Regions from separate parts of the Arabidopsis thaliana genome. Here region 2 is linked to region 1. A link is a contact called in public capture Hi-C data. All regions are on one chromosome and are shown on one strand. Each heading gives the region's core, a stretch centred on a gene start, on an enhancer-like site or on the middle of the called end of the contact. The rest is flanking DNA. Distances are from core to core; before and after follow the strand shown.

Region 1 (5,298 bases), core at 1,155-3,654:
CATGTAACTGTAGTACTGTATTGGTCACCCGTTAACAATATTATCCCCCAAATTTCAACAGATCAGTGAGATATCAATATGAGAAATCAGAAGAAGAAAAAAAAACACACAACCATAATTAAGATTAACGAAATGGAGAAATATATATACCTTGGCTGAAGACGTTTAGAGGAAAATGAAAACGATGGAGTTTGGTATCAAACAGTGAAGATTGAAATTTTGATTCTGAATGCACGTTTATGTGATTTCTATGGCTTTTTATAAGCTACTACTCTTAGAATATGTCTAATCTCATTTGACCAAAATATCCCTCTCTTTTGTATTCAACGTTTTTCACTTTTCTTAGTAAAGAAAACATCATTGTCTTTCTTAAAAAAATTAGATCATTTTCCTTAGTGCTGCAAGTCAAATTTAACAAGGAAATATAATTCAATAACATTCAAAAAGTAAGGAAATCACAATTTTCTTGTGACTTAACTTTTTAAAGTTTAAAGTAAAAAATCTAATAATAATATTTATCAAGAATAAAAAATCTAAAAATAATAAGAAAACATTTAACATAAACTAGACATATACTTTAGATCTAAAGAAAATATACAAATATCACTTTTGATTACATTTACATGTATTAAGGAAATAGAACCATTAATTTTGCTCTTAACTATTATTTTTAAATATTCACATATAGATTTTGTTTTTCCTTAATTCAGATAATACAGCGCGGACAACAGTCAAAAGTATTAGTAAATAACTTACTAATGACACATAACTTTTGTTTAACTTAAATTTTTAAAATATGATGATATCACTAGTCAAAATTGAGATAATTTACTACTAAATACGCAAAAGAAATTACTTAATTTATAGGGATTTAGTACCTAGTAAGTCATTACTAGTCAAAATAAAGATAATAAATTACTGAAAATCTTTGTTCTAAAACATGGCCATGGAGACCGAGGTCTCTAGACGTCGGAAAGCATGAGATGGTTTGAAGCCGCCGCGATGTAACATAACTTATTATTTTTTGTTTGTTACATGTTAGAAACTCACTTTTCTATATGGATCAACAATATTTGAGTGCAAAAAATCAAAGAATATGAAAATAAATATTACAAAAAATTCGTAGCGACCATAAATTAGGTTTGGAGGATTAGTATTCATAAGAAGAAGATGGATACTAAATGACCAATATACCATTCTTCGAAGATAAATTGAAAAAATTTCAAACTGTTGATTGTTGAATTTGAGATTCGAACCTGTCACCTCTGACATGATATATTAAACAAACCACTACAGCAAACAAAAGTATCTTGAATCTACAGTAAAACCTCTATAAATTAATACACGATAAATTAATAACCTCTACAAATTAATAAATTCTTCCGGTCCCGAGTTGGGATCAGTGTAAAAATTGATACAAATCGATAAATTAATAAGATAATATTTTTTTTGAAAATCCTATGTAAATATATGGTCCCATCAATATTATAAATTAATAATTGTATAAATTATGAATATATATATATATATATATATTTATATTTATGAATATATCATGTAAAACTTAGTAAAATATGACTTTAGTATTGTTTTTCTTTAATTTATATTAATTCTTTGTAAAATTTAATTCTAATAATTTTACTACGTATAAAAAAGTTTTTTTTCTTAAATCTAATAATGGTTTTCTACTTGTAATTGATTTTTAGAAAAATTATTGATTGTATAGAGAAACTACCTTTTAGATCAAATTTTTGTAAAAAATTACAAAATTTGTAAAATATCTCCATAAATTAATAATTATTAATTTATCGATAAATTAATATTTTCTCTAAATTAATAAATTTTCTTGGTCTCGACATTATTAATTTATAGAGGTTTTACTGTATATATTATTATATTTCTAACCTAATCCCAGATTGATGTTTAGCGGTATTTAAAATCAGGCTAAAAACACATATTTTTTACTAGAATATAAAATAGATAATATTGTGCTGATGCTAATCAAAATTAAAAGGTAACAAATTATTAAAGACATATATTTAACTTAATTTAAATGTACATCTGCGGTGCTAGCACTAGTTTATATAATAAGAACAAAAAACCTAATGATTTAATTTGAAAAATAAATTTAAGAATATGACCTTCGAGTTCTAAGAAAATTAGCTTGTTAATATTTTTTTTATTAGAAATGAAAATTTATCTTAGAATAAAAATCTCCTCAATATCTATTTTCAACCTCTTTCAAAGATTTGAAAATATTTTTTTTTTAATATTAGTAAATAAAACTAATTAAATAAAATTAGAAATCAAATTGATTTTACTTAAAAACACTTTAAAGTTTAAACCTCTAATCTAGCTTTTATTTTTGTACCGCCATTAAAAAATAACGAACCCAAACCGAACTCAAACCCAGACCCAAACCCATGCCCATACACAAATCACGAATGCCTAGGCTTACTTGTGACCGAAACCGAATTGAATCATATATAGTTTCAGGTCACCTGTTGCACAATCTCTGCTCAGCCCTAAAAGCTTACTCCTTTCAACTTTCTGGAGGCCTTCTCGTAGCCTAGCGTCATAGATGGATTTGATGGAGAAGAACTTGGAGTTAGTGGAGATTCAGAAACTAGAAGGCCACACCGATCGTGTTTGGAGCGTAGCTTGGAACCCCGTTTCTTCTCACGCCGACGGTGTTTCACCGATTCTTGCTTCTTGCAGTGGCGATAACACTGTTCGAATCTGGGAACAAAGCTCTCTCTCTCGCTCCTGGACTTGCAAGGTCTCTATCTCATTTCTCTTTCTCGCAAGAAAGTTCTAGCCTTTTTTGGACCTAGCAAGTTCAATTCACAAAAATCTATTGATTCTCTAGATCAGTCTTACATTACAATTTGTGGGTTTTGTTTCGATTCACTAAAGAGATTAACTTGACCTTAAACATGGAATCGACTGGTGATTTGGATATGGTGTAGGACTGTTGTGTTAGTTCTTGTGCTATTTCTCTAGAAAGATTTATTGATTGTATATTGTGAATCTTCAGACAGTTTTGGAAGAGACGCATACAAGAACTGTGAGGTCGTGCGCTTGGTCACCCTCAGGACAGTTATTGGCCACTGCAAGTTTTGATGGTACCACTGGCATTTGGAAGAATTACGGTTCTGAGTTTGAGTGTATTTCCACTTTGGAGGTACTTTCTAGCCCAATCCTTGAACCATCCACAAATTGTCAAATTCTTATCCAGAATTAGTTCTTTGAACCTGAAAGCATAACTTTTCACAGCTCCTGTTTGCTCTTTTGACTTTGTTCTTTCTTGATCTTTAATGCTAAGCTCAAACTCTCATGGAGTTTTTCAGTGTTCACTTCATAGTTCATATTTAATTATGCTCAAAGCTTTTGGTGGTTTTCTTGTACTGTCTTTATGCTTTGTATCGCACGTTTTTGGCTAGTAGAATCTTATTAAAAAAAATGTGTGTAGGGACATGAAAACGAAGTCAAAAGTGTATCATGGAATGCATCTGGTTCATGCCTTGCAACATGTAGTAGAGATAAGTCTGTTTGGATTTGGGAAGTGCTTGAAGGGAATGAATATGACTGTGCTGCGGTATTAACTGGGCATACACAAGATGTGAAGATGGTTCAGTGGCATCCCACCATGGATGTTTTATTTTCTTGCAGTTATGATAACACCATCAAGGTAATGCGAATACTCTAATTAGGTTTTAGTAATGCAGAACTTGAAATTTATTACACAAAAAAAAAAAAATTATATAATTGAATAACGCTAGTGGCGTGCTACTCACAGGTTTGGTGGTCTGAAGATGATGATGGTGAGTATCAATGTGTCCAAACCTTAGGTGAATCTAACAAGTATATCTTCTACTTTTTCTTATATGCTTTCGATTTTTTTCTTATTAGGCTCTTACTTTTGAAGTAGTAGATTAATATATGCCTTTCTTCTTCAAACAGCGGTCACTCTTCAACGGTATGGTCCATCTCATTTAACGCTGCAGGGGACAAGATGGTCACTTGTAGGTTAGTGAATCTTCTCTCCTTGTCTCCCATAGGCATTCTAGAAGCAATGTAATCTGTCTCTTGGGATATTGTTCTTACAGTAGCAAGCTTGCCTGAATGTGTATTTGCAGTGATGATCTAACCTTGAAGATATGGGGGACAGATATTGCCAAGATGCAGTCTGGTGAAGAATATGCACCTTGGTGAGAAAATAGTGGGTTATTACATGTAATCGAATTTATTTGTTTCTTACGTTTAGAGCTGGACGTAGTATGTAGCCTACAAGATTATTTGACTTCTTCAAGAATTTTTCTCCGTCCAATTTTGACTAATGTAATCCTTACTTGCTCGGACTTTGCAGGATTCATCTTTGTACTCTCTCTGGCTATCATGACCGTACCATATACTCAGCTCACTGGTCAAGGTATTGACACCTCACATGTTTTCTTTAAAGCATCGTGTAACTCTGCCTAATTTCTAAATCTGCCAGCCTAAAAGGAAAAACTCTTTGTTGTACCTGATATTTACGCTCCCAGTCATCTGTCGAATGCATCCAAATTGGGATTTTTAATGCTCTTTCGTGAGACTGTGCTGAGTTTAAACTCAGTTTTGTTTTGTTTTCTTTTTATTTTAAATTTTTGACAGGGACGACATTATTGCCAGTGGAGCAGGCGATAATGCTATACGGTTGTTTGTGGACAGCAAACATGACTCTGTAAGTTGAATTTGGTTAATATCTTTCCATATATACACGCCTAACTTACATATCTCAATACAAGAAACCAAATGCAGGCAGCAGATTCTATCTCTCCTAGTCTTGCCAATGGTTTACCACTATACAATTAAACTTTTCTGCTTCATCTTTGAACTTAAAGTCATTCTTTTGTGTACCAGGTTGATGGACCTTCATATAATCTTTTGCTGAAGAAGAATAAAGCACATGAAAATGATGTAAACTCTGTCCAATGGTCACCCGGTGTAAGTTCCATGTTTCTTATGAAGTAATAGACACAAGTGCATACTATTTCGTACTTGATACATGGTTGCAATGATTAAGTATAGTCTATATGGCATCTTATAAATGTGAATTAGAAGTTAGAACATAATACTCAAGCTTAGTTTTAGGATCAGAGAAATGATGCCATTGATTACTCGACTTACATTGGCCCAAGTACATGTGGTTATGTTGTCTATGATTTTGACCTTGGAATTGTAACCTGCTACAGGAGGGGAACCGGTTGCTTGCGTCGGCTAGTGATGATGGGATGGTCAAGATTTGGCAGCTTGCAA
Region 2 (5,298 bases), core at 869-3,368, 99 kb after region 1:
ATGAGCTTCAGGTTCCTGATTGTACGAAATATCTGATGGAGAACTTGAAGAGACTATCAGATATAAATTATATTCCAACTAAGGTATAACCAAAGTATCATTCTTTGTTGAAAACATTTCAAGTAATGATCTTAAAATGGTTGAATAAAACTCATTGGATCAGCCTCGGAGGATCAATGTATTAACAAACAGAAGCCTTTTGCTTTCCATATTAGCCTAGTTGAGCTAGCATTTTCAGAGACCAGAGTCAATATGCAATTTCTGTGACATGTGTCTTCCGGAATGTGTTGTCATTGGTGCATTTTTTCTATGTTGGTGTTTCAGGAGGATGTACTTTATGCAAGAGTTCGCACAACTGGTGTCGTGGAAATACAGTTCAGGTACCAACTACTTTTTGTTTTACCCTTTTTCCTGTTTGATTGTTAGTCTTTCATAGATGAGTAATTGTTTGATAAGCTCTAAGTGTTAGTCTGGTTCACTAGGCAATATGATTAGCTAGGCGGTTTGTAGTAGCTGTGTTAACAGCTCAGCAACAATCTTGTTAATGTAGTCTCTCTGCGATGTGTAAGTTATTTGGTGAAATGAATAAAAGTGTTTACGGATTCGATTCCTATGATTGCCACTAAGATGTACTAATAGAACATATGAATTCCATACCAATATCAAACTTGTTGTTGTGGTGAATCTACTTGTAATGATCCGTTACCAAAGATGAATTCACAAATGGTATATGAGATAAAGCTTCGTTTATGCAGCCCTGTGGGAGAGAATAAAAAAAGTGGTGAAGTGTACCGATTGTTTGACGTGGGTGGACAGAGAAATGAGAGGAGGAAATGGATTCATCTGTTTGAAGGTGTAACAGCTGTGATATTTTGTGCTGCCATCAGCGAGTAAGCTCACTTCATTATAAATTATAAGATATCCTCGTACTGTCCACATATTGCCAAAACATTAACTGAGTTTTGATCATAGGTACGACCAAACGCTCTTTGAGGACGAGCAGAAAAACAGGATGATGGAGACCAAGGAATTATTCGACTGGGTCCTGAAACAACCCTGTTTTGAGGTTTTTAGTTACATTTTTATCTCATCTTTTAAAAATTTAAAGACACTCTTGAGATGGGTTTGGTTACAAAAACTTGGTTCTCTTTACGCAGAAAACATCCTTCATGCTGTTCTTGAACAAGTTCGACATATTTGAGAAGAAAGTTCTTGACGTAAGAAGAACTAAAGCATATTTATTTGTTTTGATAGGCAAGCAAGTCTTTTTGTTCAATAACGCTTTCTTATTCAATGTGCATAGGTTCCGTTGAACGTTTGCGAGTGGTTCAGAGATTACCAACCAGTTTCAAGTGGGAAACAAGAGATTGAGCATGCATACGAGTAAGCTTGTCTCCAAACTTTACTGATTCCCGCCAAACTGTTACCGTTATATGACCTTATTTTTAATTTGGATTCAGGTTTGTGAAGAAGAAGTTTGAGGAGTTATATTACCAGAACACGGCGCCGGATAGAGTGGACAGGGTATTCAAAATCTACAGGACGACGGCTTTGGACCAGAAGCTTGTAAAGAAAACGTTCAAGCTCGTAGATGAGACACTAAGAAGGAGAAATTTACTGGAGGCTGGCCTTTTATGACCTTATTATTACATATCTCTAGTAAATTACCTCTCCTTATTATTATAAGAAAAACTCGAAAACTGAATGACCGTGTAATTTATCTTTCGGGACAAAAGACTTAGCGATTCAAAATCTAATGTGTCTCGATGGCTACGACTAGTTTCTATTTTATCATTGTTTTTGTTAACATTCCTCTGTCTTTGACTTCTTATTTTTTTTTCTCATCAAAAACATCTCATTTTGATCTTGTTTTTGGGGTTATATTATTATTAAAATGAGGCATCCACATCCCGAAATCTAGAAAGTGAAACACAACACAAAACGTAACTTTATCAGTACTAAAAAGTTTTGGAATGTTCCTAACATGAAAAAGTTCTTACATTAAAAAAAAGTATGGGGGTGAAACTGAACAAATACAAAATATGATGTAAAAACTGAAATAAAAGTAAAACACATGGGGTCTACCGTGATTTCAGAACATTCGAAAAAGCGACTTTAAAAATAATTGCACCGAAGAAAGAAGAACCCTGAAAGCAAAAAACTCTTCGCCGTTGTTGTTTCTTACGTCAAAGAATATTCCTTCTTCTCTTTCGTTAATAGATCCCAAAAAAAAAAAAAAGCTTCATTGATTCTTCTTCCTCTGTTTTTGATTCCGTTTTCGAGCAATCCTCTGAAACATGTATGTTGTTGTTCTCTCTTTCTTCCAATGGTGTTCTGATTTTGCTTTTTCTGTTATACGATAATGATAACAATCGCTTCTTAGTTTGATTAATACGAAACTCTCAAAGATCACGAAATTGGTTTTGTTAGGGAACCATTTAGATCAAGGCTTGTTTGTGATTGTTGTTGTTGATTCAGCTTTGATTTGATTCGTTAGCCATTGATTTTGATTTGAGAATTTGTCTTTGTTTGATTTTTCTTGCAGAATCTTTGGTACAATTGGAGTTATATTCAAAAGCTTATAAATGTCAAATATGGATCCTAATTCAGTTTTACCTAAGAGAAGTTTCTTACAACATGAGTTGTTTTCACAATTACATATACCTGGAAGCTTAGCTTTCGAAGCATTTAGTTGTATCTCTAAGTTTACAGGAGCTTTGCTTTGTTGGTTTTCACATGGAAACTTGCAAAAAGAAGTATCTAAACATCAATGGGGATTAACTTGTAAGAGCCGTGATTCTTTAAAACATGTGTTTGAACATAGGAACGTCTCTGTGTTCCCATTTCACTATGTATCAAAAGATATTAGTCCTGGCTTCTTTGGAAACATATCTAAATCCACTATTCAGCATTTTGTTAATGAAGCTGAGAGGCTACATTCGTGTTCTTTGCTCTCTTTGGCGGCTGCGATGATACCGTCTTTGAATGTCATGTAAGTTTAGTAATATTGTTTAGTGCTAAAACTCTCTTTGGGGAAGTTTCTGATTGTAGATTTTATTAGGTCTGCAAATGGACTTGCTCTGCCACTAGGGAGTAATGATGTTAAACTTAGGGAGAACATTGAACATAGGACTTGTCCGGAGAACACTGAACATAGGACTTGTCAGGTGGGATGTGAAGAATATAGTGGTTTGAGTTTTCAAAAATTAGACTGGACAAGACAATCAGTGGAGCCTAGGACGGGGATCGAGTTCCCGATGTTGTTGAAGGAGAATGCTTCGCGATCGAATTCTGAGGTTCTTATAGCTTTTTCTTCCTCAGTTTGTTATTCTTTGTCATTACAACTTATGTTAGAGTCACCAAAGAAGAGATTTGATTTAAATTTCGAAAAGTTAATACGTTTTGAATTCATCATAATTTAAGGTGCTTGTTGCAACGGGATCTCGGACAATGAAAATTATCAGAATTAAATCTCTAAAAGTATATGCATTTGGTTTTTGTAAGTGCATTCTAGCTTTGTATCTTTCTATATATATGGAACAATTTGTCATCTTTTGCTTCTAACTTGAACTTCTCTGGATTAGATGTTCACCCTTCCTCGGTCTGTCAGAAGCTTGGCCGAAAGTATGCCTCGGTTCCAGCAAGCAAACTTGACAAATGCGATGACTTATACAAAGACCTTCTTAGGTATTATAGCAATCTTTTTCATATTATTAGAATTGTGCACTTTTATTTGTTTGAAGTCCACTCTAATCTGATTTAGTTGGTGTAGCTTTGATTGGACATTTCGTCTGAAAGTCTTTTATTTGAGTTTTTTTCAGGGAGGATATTGTTATGAGTGTGAGGCTTGTGGTTAACTACAATGGCTTGAAGATCAATACTGTGAGAGAGTAAGTGGAAGTTGCTACATATTGAACATCTTGTATTGTTTTGAACTATGTTCATGAATCGTGAAGGTGTTATGGTCCTTAATTGATTCTCACTTTTAGTTTCTTTTATTTTAATCTATTTACTTGCCATTTGATGATTTGAGGCGCATTACACTGATAGATGGCAAATTAATCCCTTCCCTTGTTTGTCTATGTTTTCAGTGTTTTCGAGAAATCTCTGCGTGCTCGCTTGGTTAAGGTAAATGATACACCGAGTGTAGTTTGTACTCTGATAAGCACTGTGGATTACGCTTTGCTACATCATACGCTTCTCCATTTTTATTGCAGGCAAATCCAAAAACTGATTTCAATTGTTTGAATGATTTTGGTTCATTCTTTAGACAAGACATTCCAATACCCGCGGTACATAATGGCTAATGCTTACACTCACACTTTACATATAAACATACATAAAAGGAGTATGACTCATTTTAGTGGCTCATTTGCAGGGAACAATAATAGACTTTCGGCGAACAGAAGATGGACAGCTAATCACAGAGAGTGAGTAATAATTATGAAGCTTCCTTCTCTATGCAATTTATTGTATACCTGACCTGAACATGGCCAACGTTTGCAGTTGGTGGTAACCTGATTGGAGCTGTCCGAAGCAAGGATCTTTGCAGTTAGTTCTTCATTCTAATTATTTGTTTTCTCGTTTTTGTTTGCGTACTAAAAGTCCAAGGGCTCTGAGATTTGTGTACATTGCAGGAGCATTTTTTGGTATGTACATTGGAGATGTTCCGGTGTCAGAGCAGACAAAGGAGGAGATTGGTAGAAAAGTGGTGGGAATCATAAAGAGATGCTGAAATCAATTACTTGTTAGATTTCCAATTGCCTCTGAGTTTTAGAAGAAGGCAATTGGGTTAGATTTACGCGGTCATGTCTAGATATTGTCAATCAAAATACTTTGTAAGCAGCTTGGAGGAAGTTATGTCTTAAGTTGTATTAGATAGTCTTGATTTTTATGTTCTAGTTCGTTATGATTGTCCAATATGCAAATTGTGAAACTGGTTGACAAGAAATGAGATCCAACATTTAATATTAAAAAATATAAAACAAAATTTCAAATTCAATTAATGATTACATATGAAACGTTTGAAGAAAATAGAACATGATTTCCTATGATCTTCAGTCGGCTAAGTACAAATAAACTCTCCATCTCTAAATGAAATAAGAGTTTTGTTGCTCTTCTTGGATCTTAATCTGAAACAAGATATTAAAATTTTGTAAAATTTCAATAACATTTGAATTTTTAGAATAAATCTTATTTAATTTATTATATGTTAATATGCAATCACCTTTATGGTTTTTTTGATATGGTTGAGAGAATTGACTAAATATTCTTCCATGATATTAAGTCCTTGCAAAT

What was found. Capture Hi-C pulls out chosen DNA fragments and counts their contacts.
Region 2: a contact with region 1 is called in a capture Hi-C map of seedling, with 2.0 times the contacts expected there. The contact joins the promoter of FAP2 here to the promoter of emb1345 in region 1.

Annotation. Positions count from the first base shown.
Region 1 is chr2:11,099,819-11,105,116 of TAIR10.1, forward strand. It overlaps emb1345 (Transducin/WD40 repeat-like superfamily protein), which reads left to right and starts at 2,405. Exons shown (of 10, transcript NM_128165.4): 1 at 2,405-2,779; 2 at 3,038-3,184; 3 at 3,473-3,691; 4 at 3,800-3,864; 5 at 3,964-4,029; 6 at 4,140-4,211; 7 at 4,370-4,432; 8 at 4,654-4,723; 9 at 4,903-4,986; 10 at 5,235-5,298. The coding sequence starts at 2,582.
Region 2 is chr2:11,199,185-11,204,482 of TAIR10.1, forward strand. It overlaps FAP2 (Chalcone-flavanone isomerase family protein), which reads left to right and starts at 2,119. Exons shown (of 11, transcript NM_128188.5): 1 at 2,119-2,299; 2 at 2,546-2,992; 3 at 3,062-3,296; 4 at 3,424-3,499; 5 at 3,585-3,687; 6 at 3,822-3,890; 7 at 4,092-4,128; 8 at 4,218-4,292; 9 at 4,379-4,430; 10 at 4,507-4,551; 11 at 4,638-4,986. The coding sequence starts at 2,586. The coding sequence ends at 4,735. It overlaps GP ALPHA 1 (G protein alpha subunit 1), which reads left to right. Exons shown (of 14, transcript NM_128187.3): 8 at 1-83; 9 at 325-380; 10 at 756-890; 11 at 973-1,066; 12 at 1,158-1,217; 13 at 1,304-1,383; 14 at 1,461-1,918. The coding sequence ends at 1,638.